Regions from separate parts of the Sus scrofa genome. Here region 2 is linked to region 1. Evidence: chromatin contacts called from public HiChIP or PLAC-seq data. All regions are on one chromosome and are shown on one strand. Each heading gives the region's core, a stretch centred on a gene start, on an enhancer-like site or on the middle of the called end of the contact. The rest is flanking DNA. Distances are from core to core; before and after follow the strand shown. Region 1 overlaps SELRC1 (Sel1 repeat containing 1). Region 2 overlaps PRPF38A (a long non-coding RNA gene).

The links. HiChIP or PLAC-seq counts read pairs in DNA pulled down with a chosen protein or histone mark.
Region 2: an H3K27ac HiChIP or PLAC-seq map of skeletal muscle shows a contact between it and region 1, with 6 times the contacts expected there. The contact joins two enhancer-like sites. A contact is called at or near these places in 1 of 5 promoter capture datasets (fetal skeletal muscle), 7 of 47 Hi-C or Micro-C datasets (embryonic fibroblasts, fetal skeletal muscle, fibroblasts and 2 more) and 1 of 2 datasets of contacts at active chromatin or transcription factors (skeletal muscle).

What each region holds. Positions count from the first base shown.
Region 1 is chr6:159,526,485-159,532,345 of Sscrofa11.1, forward strand. SELRC1 (Sel1 repeat containing 1) reads left to right here. Exons shown (of 4, transcript NM_001243594.1): 3 at 1,118-1,348; 4 at 1,351-2,498. The coding sequence ends at 1,565. Among named protein-coding and RNA genes, the nearest start is that of SELRC1, 18 kb to the left of the region's middle. Within about 2 kb of position 2,712, at least 17 of the 83 cell types and tissues checked have an H3K27ac peak or open chromatin away from gene starts, as enhancers often do. A contact at or near this core is called in skeletal muscle, where this site is marked.
Region 2 is chr6:159,796,626-159,802,486 of Sscrofa11.1, forward strand. PRPF38A (a long non-coding RNA gene) reads right to left here. Exons shown (of 10, transcript XR_002345201.1): 6 at 5,628-5,740; 7 at 4,740-4,766; 8 at 4,532-4,629; 9 at 4,012-4,060; 10 at 2,067-2,687. Among named protein-coding and RNA genes, the nearest start is that of PRPF38A, 20 kb to the right of the region's middle. Within about 2 kb of position 2,721, at least 1 of the 83 cell types and tissues checked has an H3K27ac peak or open chromatin away from gene starts, as enhancers often do. A contact at or near this core is called in skeletal muscle, where this site is marked.

The DNA.
Region 1 (5,861 bases), core at 1,462-3,961:
TTTGAGAATGGGGGTTTGAAGTGTTCTATTTTAAAAAAGAAAAAATAAAAAGTGAGCCCTGTCAACATCTCTGCTTAAGATGACGCCTTAGCAGGTTCCCAGGACTTCCAGGATCAAGTACAAGGTCCTTAACAGATGCTTCAGACCCTGCATACTCGGGCCCCTGCCTGCCCCTCCAGCCTCCCTTCCTTACTGATTTCTGAGTTTAAGCACACAGGCTCTTTTTCTCTCTGTAGCCTATTCCTGCTGCCTTTTCTTTTCCTTCTCTCCCCCCCTCCCCCTCCATGTTTTCTTTTTTCCCATTATATCCTAGCTCAGACGTCACTTCTTTGGGGGAAGCTTTCCTTGACCTCACTTCCTACTCTAGGCCCAGAGCCCTAATACATTCTTACAGCATCCTATACTCTCCATATGCTTGTCACCCTTAATCATACATTTACTCATGTGGCTGTTTAATGCCTGTCTCATTAGACCACAAGATTCACTAGGACAGGGACAGTGTATGTTTGTTCCTCAGAACTTGGCATAATAATTGGCAAATAATATAATCCAGTATATATTTAAATTAACAAACATTTAACAAGGTACTTATAAGACTCCATGATTTTGTTGTTATCTCCAGAGGGAGATATTATTATTTCACCTTCTTTTCCTATTTAGGCTTCCTTATTAGATACCACTTGAACAAAAGATTCCAAAAAAGCTGAAAGGTCTGTGTACTATACCAGGCCATCTTCCTTTCATGTTGCCTTAACTTAAAAGTATGTAAATTTTATTCAGAAATTGCTTCCTGGAGTTCTCATTGTGGCTCAGTGGTAACAAACCCAGTGTAGGATCCATGAGGATGCCAGGTTGATCCCTGACCCCTCTTGGTGGGTTAAGGATCTGGCATTGCTGTGAGCTGTGGTGTAGGTCACAGACTCGGCTTGGATCTAGTGTGGCTGTGGCGTAGGCCGGCAGCTGTGGCTCCGATTTGACTGCTAACCTGGGAACTTTCATATGCAGCGGGTGTGGCCCTAAAAAGCAAAAAAAAAAAGAAGGACATTGCTTCCTAACTTTGGCCTGAGACATTCAGATTCTGCCCGGGCTTGGATTGACTTTTTTCCCTTCCTCCCAGGTGGACTAACCCAGGATCTGAAAGCTGCCTCCAGCTGCTTTCTGATGGCATGTGAGAAGCCGGGAAAGAAGTCTGTGGAGGCATGTCACAACGTTGGGCTCCTGGCACATGATGGACAGGTCAATGAGGATGGCCAGCCTGATCTGCCGAGGGCCAGAGACTACTATACAAGGGCCTGTGATGGCAACTATGCCTCCAGCTGCTTCAACCTCAGTACCATGTTCCTTCAGGGGCCCCTGGCTTTCCCAAGGACATGGGCCTAGCATGTAAATACTCAATGAAAGCCTGTGACCTGGGCCATGTCTGGGCCTGTGCCAATGCCAGCCGGATGTACAGGCTAGGGGATGGTGTTGATAAGGACGAAGCTAAAGCTGAGGAGCTAAAAAATCGAGCCCGGCAGCTACACAAAGAACAGCAGAAAAGTGTCCAGCCTTTAACGTTTGGGTAGTGTAGCCACCCTACTGTGCAACAGACAGCTTGAGGCTGGCACCTCTATTTCTGATGCAGCCTTTGGAGGTCTACCTGCTGGAACAGAAAGACTTGGAACTTAATGGGTCTGGTTACACAGACACATTGCCCCAGAGTGTCACCTACTGAGATATAGCCTGAAATATTTATTTCAATTGGGATTCCTTTATCTGGTGGTTTCTGTGAAAACATCCACATTTATGGAATCTTGGTTCTCAAGCTCTTGAGTTCTGTGAAAAACAACTGCAAACTAGTGAGCCAGAGAGATTGTGGGGATGGAAAGGAGAGACAAAGAGCAGGACGTTGGAAAAATGAGCAGCCACAGGGCCTGAAGGAGTCAGACATCATCATCAACATTGTTTTAGTTTAGAGGGCTTGCAAATCAGAAAGTTTCTTTTTTTTTTTTCCTTTTTCAGCTGCACCCATGGCATGTGGACGTTCCTGGGTCAAGGATCAAATCCAAGCTGCAGCTACAGCTGCAACCTACACCATAGCTGCAGCAACACCAGATCCTGAACCCACAGTGCCACAGAGGGAGTTTCAGAAATCAGAAAGTATCTTGCTTTACATAATAGCAGGTTTAAGAAACTAAGAACAGTTAAATAGTATGACTGCCACCTTCGGACGTATATAACCACTGGTGTGGACTTCCTTTTTGCCTTTAGAGTCAGATCTTTCACCAGATTCAGAGATTGAGAGTTCTATGTGATACAAAGACCATTATGCTTCAGGGTAGCTGAAGAGGATAAAACACGTCTGCCTTTAGTGGAGACATTCACACGTTAAAAGTTCACATCCCCAAGCCACTCATCTGGCACTGCTTATTCCCAAGGTAACTTCAATTGGGGATTTATAAACAAGGGCTTTGTAGCCCATTTTGTTCTTACAAATAAACCATTTTGATTGATTAGTAGTTTATGGTATTAGTGTTCTTTCCAGATTCTGGGTTGGGTGAATATTATGTTCTTCATGGTGCCTTTTAAGAATGTTTGTTTTTTCTGTTATCTTCCTTACGTACACTAGGGGGCGAGCTTGTTTTCCTGCTGATGACACGATCGGTATTTCTGTCACCACTTAATACTTTGGGGCTTTCAGTTTTGCAGCTGTCCTAGGAGGAAGGCTCGCTGTGTAGAGGAAGGTACTTGTACGGACAGCCTGCAAGCTTCTCAAGTTGAGCGAAATCAGAGAGAGACTTTCCTAAGAGCAGAGAAGAAGTTTCAGAAGTGAGTTTATTTTTAAAATGTAAAGTAACTTTCATAGTGTTTAAGATAAACTGTGTAGACAGACCGCAAGCATATAAAAAAACCCTCAACATTGCGAATCAAAACCACAATGAGATAATTACCTCACACCCATCAGGATGGCTGTTACCAAAAAGAAAAAAAAAAAAAAAGGCATGTATTGGAGACGATACAGAGAAATTAGAAGCCTTACCCATTGTTGGTGGGAATGTAAAATGGTGCAGCCACTGTGGAAAACCATATGTCAGTTCCTCAAAAAATTAAACAGGATTACCATATGGTCCAGTAATTCCACTTCAGGGTATATATCCAAAAGAATTAGTAACAGGGTCTCCAAGAAACATTTGTATACCCCTCTTCAAAGCAGCAATCGCAAAAGCCGAAAGATGGAAACAACCCAAATGTTTATAAATGGATGAACAGATGAACCAGATAAACATATGTTTATGTTCAAACATAAAAGGGAATGTTATTCAGCCTTGAAAGGAAGGAAACTAAGAAATGGATGAACCTTGAAGACATTACGCTAAGTGAAATAAGTGTGATAAAAAGACAAATATTATATGATTTCACTTAGTAAGTTGTTTAAACGTCATAAGTACCTAATTCATAGACTGAAAGTAGGATGGTGGTTGCCACATGGCAAGGGGAGGGGAGGAATGGGGAGTTGTTAATGAGTGTAGTGTTTAAATTTTGCAAGATGAAGTTCTAGAGATTAACCTACACAAAAATGTGAATATTCTTAACACTACTAAACTGGTTCTTTTTTTTTTTTTTTTTTAATTGGTTGCATCCATGGCTTGCAGAAGTTCCTGGGCCAGGATTGAATCCACACCACAGCAGGAACCCAAGCCATAGAGCAGTGACAACACAGGATCCTTACCCACTAAGCCACAGGGAAACACCCAAACTGTATTTTTAACATGAAGATGATAAATTTTATGTTAATGTGTATTTTACCAGAATTTTAAAAAACTAAATTTTTTTTGTAAACATTAAATTTTGTAAAAATGGGGAGTTCCCGTCATGGTGCAGTGGTTAACGAATCCGACTAGGAACCATGAGGTTGCGGGTTCGGTCCCTGCCCTTGCTCAGTGGGTTAACGATAGGGCGTTGCCGTGAGCTGTGGTGTAGGTTGCAGAGGCGGCTCAGATCCCGTGTTGCTGTGGCTCTGGCGTAGGCCGGTGGCTACAGCTCCGATTCAACCCCTAGCCTGGGAACCTCCATATGCCGCGGGAGCGGCCCAAGAAATAGCAACAACAACAACAGACAAAAAAAAAAAAAATTTTTTTTTGTAAAAATGCAAAACTTGACGGTTTTGGTTCTAAAAGTAATATGTTCTCATGAGATGCAGTTTGGAGCATGGAAGAAGAAACGCTTAACCCTCACTGTCTTTTACCACCTATCAGCATATTTCAGCCCAAATACGCTGTTGTTTAACTGTTTTTTTAAGAATCACATCTTTTCAGTGGAATAATGGATTTTGTAATTTTGAAGAATTGGGTTAACTTGATTTTTGGTGGCAGATGTGCTGGGTTATTTTTTTATGGACCAGTTCCTGCCTGGGACCCGTGGTGCCAGCCTCCTTGCATCACACACTTAGGTGGGGCTGGGAACGATGGAGTGAGCATGAACAGTCTCCAAATGTTATGCTTCACAAAGGCTGTTAAAATGCAAAGGATAGCAATACACTGTACAGCAAGGTCCAAGGCCATTTCACATCTAGGTTGCTATGGGAAGAAATAGATTGTTAGAGCCAGAATGGCTGAGTTTCTCACTTTTGTGCAACCTTTGAGGCAAGGTTTGAAAAGGGGTTTTCACACTGTGGTCACAGTGAGCAGTATCATGACTCTGTCTTCTGGCCAGTGGGTAACAATTTTCCAGTACTTTTTCTCTATTCCAGGCTTGGGCTGGATGGTCTAATGGAGAAGGAGTTTCATAATTGACTAGTGGTTTGTGTTCTCCTTAGTGTTCTAAGTCTCACGGTGCATTGCTTGGTGCTGTGAGAAAGAAAGGGAAGCAGGGGTCCCACAGAGGGAGGGGAAGGCAGGGGTGTCTAGAGATTTGGGTTTTATCTTGTGGTCATGCGGAGTCACTGACAGGTTCGGAGCAGGAGAATGCAATGATCACGTTTGGAAATGAGCTCACCGTGGTGTGGAAAATGGATTAAAGAGCCGTATGTGGGAGTAGAAGAGTGGAGTCAAGCATGAGATTAAAAAACCCACAGATTTCTTTAGCTTGGCCACTGAGGTGGACAGGGGAGCCATTCCTATTGACTGGGAGCCTGAGTTCAAAGTGGGAACAAAAAAGTTCTTTTTAATTTAGAAATATTTTTACATTTTGTCAAAGTTTTATGAAATTGCCTAAAATATTTGTAAAAGGCAACCTGGCAGAGGAAAAATGCATAGGCTTCAGACCCTGTGTATGTGGGCAACTCTGACTTAGTCAAAGAATAACAAATATGAGTATTAAAGAATGAGAAGATACAAATTAAAAAATAATTTTATGTTTTTTAAAAAGTATCAAGTATTCACTTTGGGGAAAAATTTCAAAACTTACTTGGCTTCCTGACATTCCTATTGGAGTTTAGATCTCTTCTATTTTGAAATCTACATTAAGGCTGGGAGCACCAGACTTTTTCCAGTTCTTAGGTCTAAATGTCTTAACAGCGTGCGGAAAGTTCTCAGGCAAGGCATCGAACCCACAGCGCAGGAGCAACCCATGCCGTTGCAGTGACAATGCACGCAGCCACAAGAAAACACCAGGTCTAAAGGTCTTGACCTGCCTTCCAACCTGGGTTTTGCCTTTCACTGACCGTGTGACCTTGGGCAAGTTACCCAACCTTCCAGGTCTCGATTTTGTCACCTCTCGTGTAGGGATAATAACACCTTCTACTTGGGTTGTTGGGAAGATTAAATAGGAACTCCTATCATAGGATAACCATTTCTTGAAGAAGATTTTTAGGGGACCAGATTTTACAGTTAGATAGCTGTTTTCTCTCCAAGTGGCAATGTTAGCTCGAGAGGCAGTCTGGC
Region 2 (5,861 bases), core at 1,471-3,970, 270 kb after region 1:
GCAAGGCCAGGGATCGAACCCAAGTCCTCATGGATGCTAGTTGGATTCATTTATGCTACGCCACAATGGGAACTCCTAAATTAGGTTGTTATATTCCATTATTACCTTTCCCCTGAGAACACATATCTCTTCATTCCTTGGTATTAAGAGGTCATTGTGCCCCATGGCAAAGCTTTTTTCAATTTTTTTATGTTTTGGCAAAGATTTTAAAACATTGTCAAAATTGTGGGAAATTAAATCAATTTAGTGGTTTGTACCCAACAATAAAACTGATACTGTGCAAGAAATATCAGAGTGTATTTTGCATAAGGAATAAGAATTTTTTTCCTGAAATGTTTTAGTACAAAATGTATATATGTATACAGAAGTTAGATGTAAAGTGTGTCTTTTATTGTGTGTGTGTGGCATGCGTAAGTTCACAGGCTAAGAGTTAAACTGGAGCTATAACCACTGACCTTTGCCACAGCAACTCGGGAGCCAAGCTGTGTCTGCAGCCTACACCACAGCTCGCAGCAATGCCGGATCCTTAACCCACTGAGTGAGGCTGGGGATAGAACCCATGTCCTCATGGATGCTAGTTGGGTTGTCACCACTGTGCCACCACAGGAACTCCAAAAGTGAATCTCTTAATATAGGCCAAAGAAAGGTGTAAAGCTATAGTTCTAAGACCTCACAAATCCAGTAGGCTAGCAGATAGATAACAGAAATGATCCTTCAGCAAGGTTTGTCCTTCAAATTCCATCTCCTCTAGAGAGAGGTTTGATGTGTCCACTCTACTTGCTTTATAGTTGATGCTCAGTAAGGTTTATTTCTGGCATTAAAAATTGTTGGGATTTTTGGGTGAGTTTATAAATTTGTATACTTCAAAAATAAAGTATACTTTTAAAATTTTAACAGTATATACTGGATGATGACTTGATTGGTCCATAGGTCATTCAGCCAGAAGACTTTGCTATTTAGAACACTCTGATAAGGAAATAATAGCTAAAAATCTCTGTAACAGATATAGATAGAGGTGCTTATATTTAATTTTTAAAGGCAGTTCTATATATAATTGTATGATGAAGCATAATACTCTTATGGACAACTCTTATTAGCTCAAGTATTATTAGGAGAGGAATCACCGAAGAACATGGAATCTCAAATATGATCCCAAATGCTTTAATACTGATACAAAGATCCTTCAGTTGAACAGCAAGCAAGGGAATGTTTAGCCTGTGACCAGATACGGCTTCCCAAGAACCAAATCCTGTGAGGCAGTTGGTCTTCGCAATTCTTGCCAAGGAGAGAGCTGCAGAAAGTCATTTGATCATTTTTTCCTTTTTAAAGGAGGAAAGGTAAGTACAGGTAGACAAAACTCTTCTGGTAAGGATCCCAACACCCTCTTGATTATCAATGCCTATGGGCACTATTCAGTCCTTCCTTTACTTCTGGGTCCTTAACACCTTTGGCTTCTTAACCCAGTCTCTCCTAATTCCCCTGCCTTGGAATGATTCATTTCAGTTTTCAATTGGCATTCACACTTCTTCCTCACTGGTGTTGGTGTTGCCTATGATTCTATTATCAGCTTTTCTTACATATGCACACACTCCCTGGGCAACCACATTTCATTCTGTACCTTCCACAATTACCTAAACATTGTCAGTTCAGAGCTAGGTCACTATGCTCAACTCTTGGTGCTTATTTCCAGTGGCTAAGCTTTATCTAGATACACCACAGTTCAAATCAAACTTCAAGTTGAACAATGCCATCATTTCACTACTACCACAACTCTCACTACCTGCCTTTCTAAAACCTGGTCTCTTCCTACTGTATATTTTGGTTTTGTGAATATTGGTGCTGTTGTCCAGCAATTCAGGTTAAAACCCTGAGTGGCATTAGATACTTTTCAATCTTGTTGCCCTACTACCTAGACTTGGAGAATGGCAATGCTTGTAGGATAAAAGCTCTGAGTACCTTAACCTGGAATTCAATTCAACACTGTACAAAAACAGTATATAAAAGGTGTTAAGTGTTACTATTTGTTGAATATTCAGTGCAACTGGATTAAATGATTCAGAAGAAGCTTTACAATTGAATGCATTCTTTTCTTACAAAGCTGCTAACCAGTCAGATTTCATGTTTATTACTACTTGCTGCTGCTGGAAATAAAAGCTGGAGCTAACATATTTTACTGACTTTGAGTTTTTACCATAATAGCAGTAGCACAAATCTCAGGATCCTCAGAAGAATTACAATCCTGTAGTAAACCAAAACTAAACCACAGAAAAATAGGAAATGGGTATATCAAATTTAATAGCAAAAGGTCACCGGGGGCTACATCCTCCCCATCATTCGTACCCTCTATCCAAATGCATTCTACCCTCATAATTTGAGTACAAACAAGGTTGGTCATACAAAGAGGTCAAAAGCAGCTTTTGGGAAGCATCATCCCTCAAATATGTGGATTACAATTCAAAAAGAGATACAAAACTCAGTACCTCTTTCATTAAAAAAAAAAAAGAAAAAGTGAAGAAACTTGGTGTTAAAAAACAAATCTAAAATATTCCCATAGCTGCCTGGGGAATAGATCTTCATTTGTTCTCCCACACAGATGCTGTCTCCTCCACAGAAGGCCATCTGGACTAAAACCAGACTGAGTCCATTACTCATTCCCTCTCCGGCTCTTCTTGTGGCTTTTCTTAGATCTGAAATGGCAACACATACAAATCATTAACAGCTGTTCGAGGTGCTGGGCAAAGACCTTTGAGGAAGACTGGTGTAACTGCTAACACTGATGGGGGTGGAGATGATACCCAATGTTCTTTAAAAGTGCTTGGTGTTTTAATGTGTAAGAGCAACACTGAGTTAGGCATTACTATCCAAATTTTACCACTGAGGAAATGACCTCTGAGAGGTTTAAAAGTGCACCTAACAGTATGGAGCATATAGAGGTTTCCAATGAAAGCTTATCAAGTGCAAGTGACTTATGCAATGTCACTGAACTGTTAAGTACTGAAAAGTTGGGGCTGAACCCCAGGTCTCTTGAAATTAAAGCTTATGCCCTTATTCAAAACTGCAATCCTATAAGGAAAAACAAAACACAAAATCTATACATAATTCTAATAATTCTCAGGGCAATAGCCCAACTTAGTCCTGATATTAGTAAGAATTCCTAAATATCTCTGAGAATACAAGGAATTTCAGGTCTAACTTAATTGTAATTGAGACTTTAGTTTCTGAATAAATATATTTTATATTTTTTTTCTTTTTAGGGTCACACCTGTGGCACATGGAAGTTCCCAGGCTAGAGGTCGAATTGGTACTCTAGCTGAGGCCTGTGCCACAGCCACAGCCACAGCAACACAGGACCCAAGCTGCATCTATGACCTATACCACAGCTTGTGGCAACATTGGATCCTTAATCCACTGAGCAAAGCCAGGGATTGAACTCGGATCCTCATTGAGACCACATCGGGTTCTTAATCTACTGAGCCACAATGGGAATTCCAAGAGTGAAATTCTTGAGTCAAAATAGAGGTTAATCCTGGAATTTCTGCTGTGGCACAGTGAGTTGAGAATCTATCTGTAGTGGCTTGGGTCACTGTGGAGGCTCAGGGTTTTTTTTTTTTTTTTTTTGGTTTTTATTTGTTTTTGCTTTTTAGGGCCACACTAGCAGCACATGGAATTTCCCAGGCTAGGGGTTGAATCAGAGCTACACCTGCCGGCCTACGCCACAGGAACAAGGCATCTGAGCTGCATCTGTGACCCACAACACAATTCATGCCAACGCCAGATCGCTGACCCACTGAGCGAGGCCAGGGATCAAACCTGCAGCCTCATGGACAATAGCTGGATTCGTTTCCGCTGAAGCCACAACAGGAACTCCAGAGGCTCAGGTTTGATTCACTGGTCCAGCACAGTGGGTAAGAGAATCTGGTATTGCCCCAGCTGCAGCTTGGATTCAGGAATTTCCATGTGCCGTGGGTGCAAGCCATTAAAAAAAAAAAAAGAATAGAGATTAATCCATACCTTTCGGGAGACTTTGAGTGGCTCCTGTGTCTGTGACTACGGTGATGACCTGGGGAAGGAAAGAATGTTGGATGAATGAGATTGTATCCTCCGGTTCCCCCACTGTCATTTCTACTAATTTCTTTCATTGGATTAATATCCTTTTTGGCCTATGCTAGGGAAACCTTGTTGGGAGCACCTCTCTTAACTGGTGTGTGTGATGTGGAGAGGAGAACTGATCCTACTTTGTGTCCGTTCAGGACTTTATGGTGAATTTCACAAACATCACATTGGGTATTTACCACTACTCTTGTTAGGCTTTATTCATATAATTTCAGATGAAAAAACTGAAGCTCATCATCCTATTGGCAACAATTGTGACTGTTACGATGTAAACTCTAATTTTCACATTCTATGTCCACTTCCTTTTTTTCTAGGCAGTAACAAAGTAGAGTACTTCTGTATTGCAGGAGGCTAATTGCTCCTATTATGCTTCTTTGCTAAGGTAACCAATAAATAGTAAAAGGCCCAAAAGCTATACCTGGGGACTTGGAACGGGATCTGTGCCGTCTGTCACGAGACCTGCTACGGTGACGTCTTGGACTCTTGCTCCGATGCCTTTCGCGGCGAGGGGAGGGGCTGTGGAAATTACTGGTCAGACTCTCATGTCTGTCTAACAATAGAAGCACAAGAACACCACCACCCTCCCCAAATCCCCATCTCTCACCACAGGCCACTAAAGAGCCTACCTTCTTCTTTTGGGAGACCGACTCCGCCTATGTGGGAAGAAAAGAGGAAGAAGAACCTTAATAGGTACATTGGATAGTGTAAATTGCAAAAAACTGCCCTAATTCTTTACCCATTTCTGTTACAGATGTCCTTTGTCATGTAACTAACTTTTTAATACCCTCAGATTCAAAGTCTGGGTCATGACTTGCTTTGGTCAGTGGGATGTATGTACATGAGATGCAGATACTGGGAAGACACATGGTTGGGCTTATTTGTTCTTGTATTCTGCCACTGCACACGCCTAACCTAGCCTAGAACGTGACACAGAGAAGAGATGAACTGCTCCAGTCGTCCTAGCTAAGGCCGTCCTATACCAGCCAAAAAACAGCTGAATGCAAAATAGGTGAGTGACCATAACTCATACTCCTTAGAAACTGCCTAAGCCCAGATTAAATCACTTATCACAGACCTGTGAACTAAATAAATGGGAGTTTCATTTTGGCTCAGTGGTTAATGAATCCGACTAGCATCCATGAGGACGCGGGTTCGATCCCTAGCCCCACTCAGTGGTTAAGGATCTGGCACTGCTGTGAGCTGTGGTGTAGGTTGCAGACACGGCTCGGATCCTGAGTTGCTGTGGCTATGGTATAGGCCGTTGGCTGCAGCTCTGATTCAATCCCTAGCCTGGGAACTTTCATATGCCATGGGTGCAGCCTTTAAAAAAAAAAAAAAAAAAAAGATTAAATAAATGTCTGGCACTGAGGTTTTGTGGGTGGTGGTTTTGCAGCAACTAATAAACTGGCCAGCAGACATTCTCCATAAGCTGGCATTTTCCTTCCACAAAGTCCAAGCTTCTGTGCTACAGTGCTTAAAGTCTCCCTGGAAGAGGCCAATGACAAGGGCCTTACCTTCTGGGAGATCGACTCCTGCTCCTCCGATACCGTAGTGTGGGAGAGCGACGGGGCTTGTCCAAGTCTCGGTAACTTCTCCGGCGGTGATCAGGTGATGGCACTCTCTCCAGCTAGAAGAGATGGACTGGGTCAGTCAGTGATCAGCACAGGCTGAGAGCGAGTCATCTAGGAATACAGTTTACACTCTCCTCCCTATCATGTCCCAAACTCCGAGGGACTTTAAAACATAGT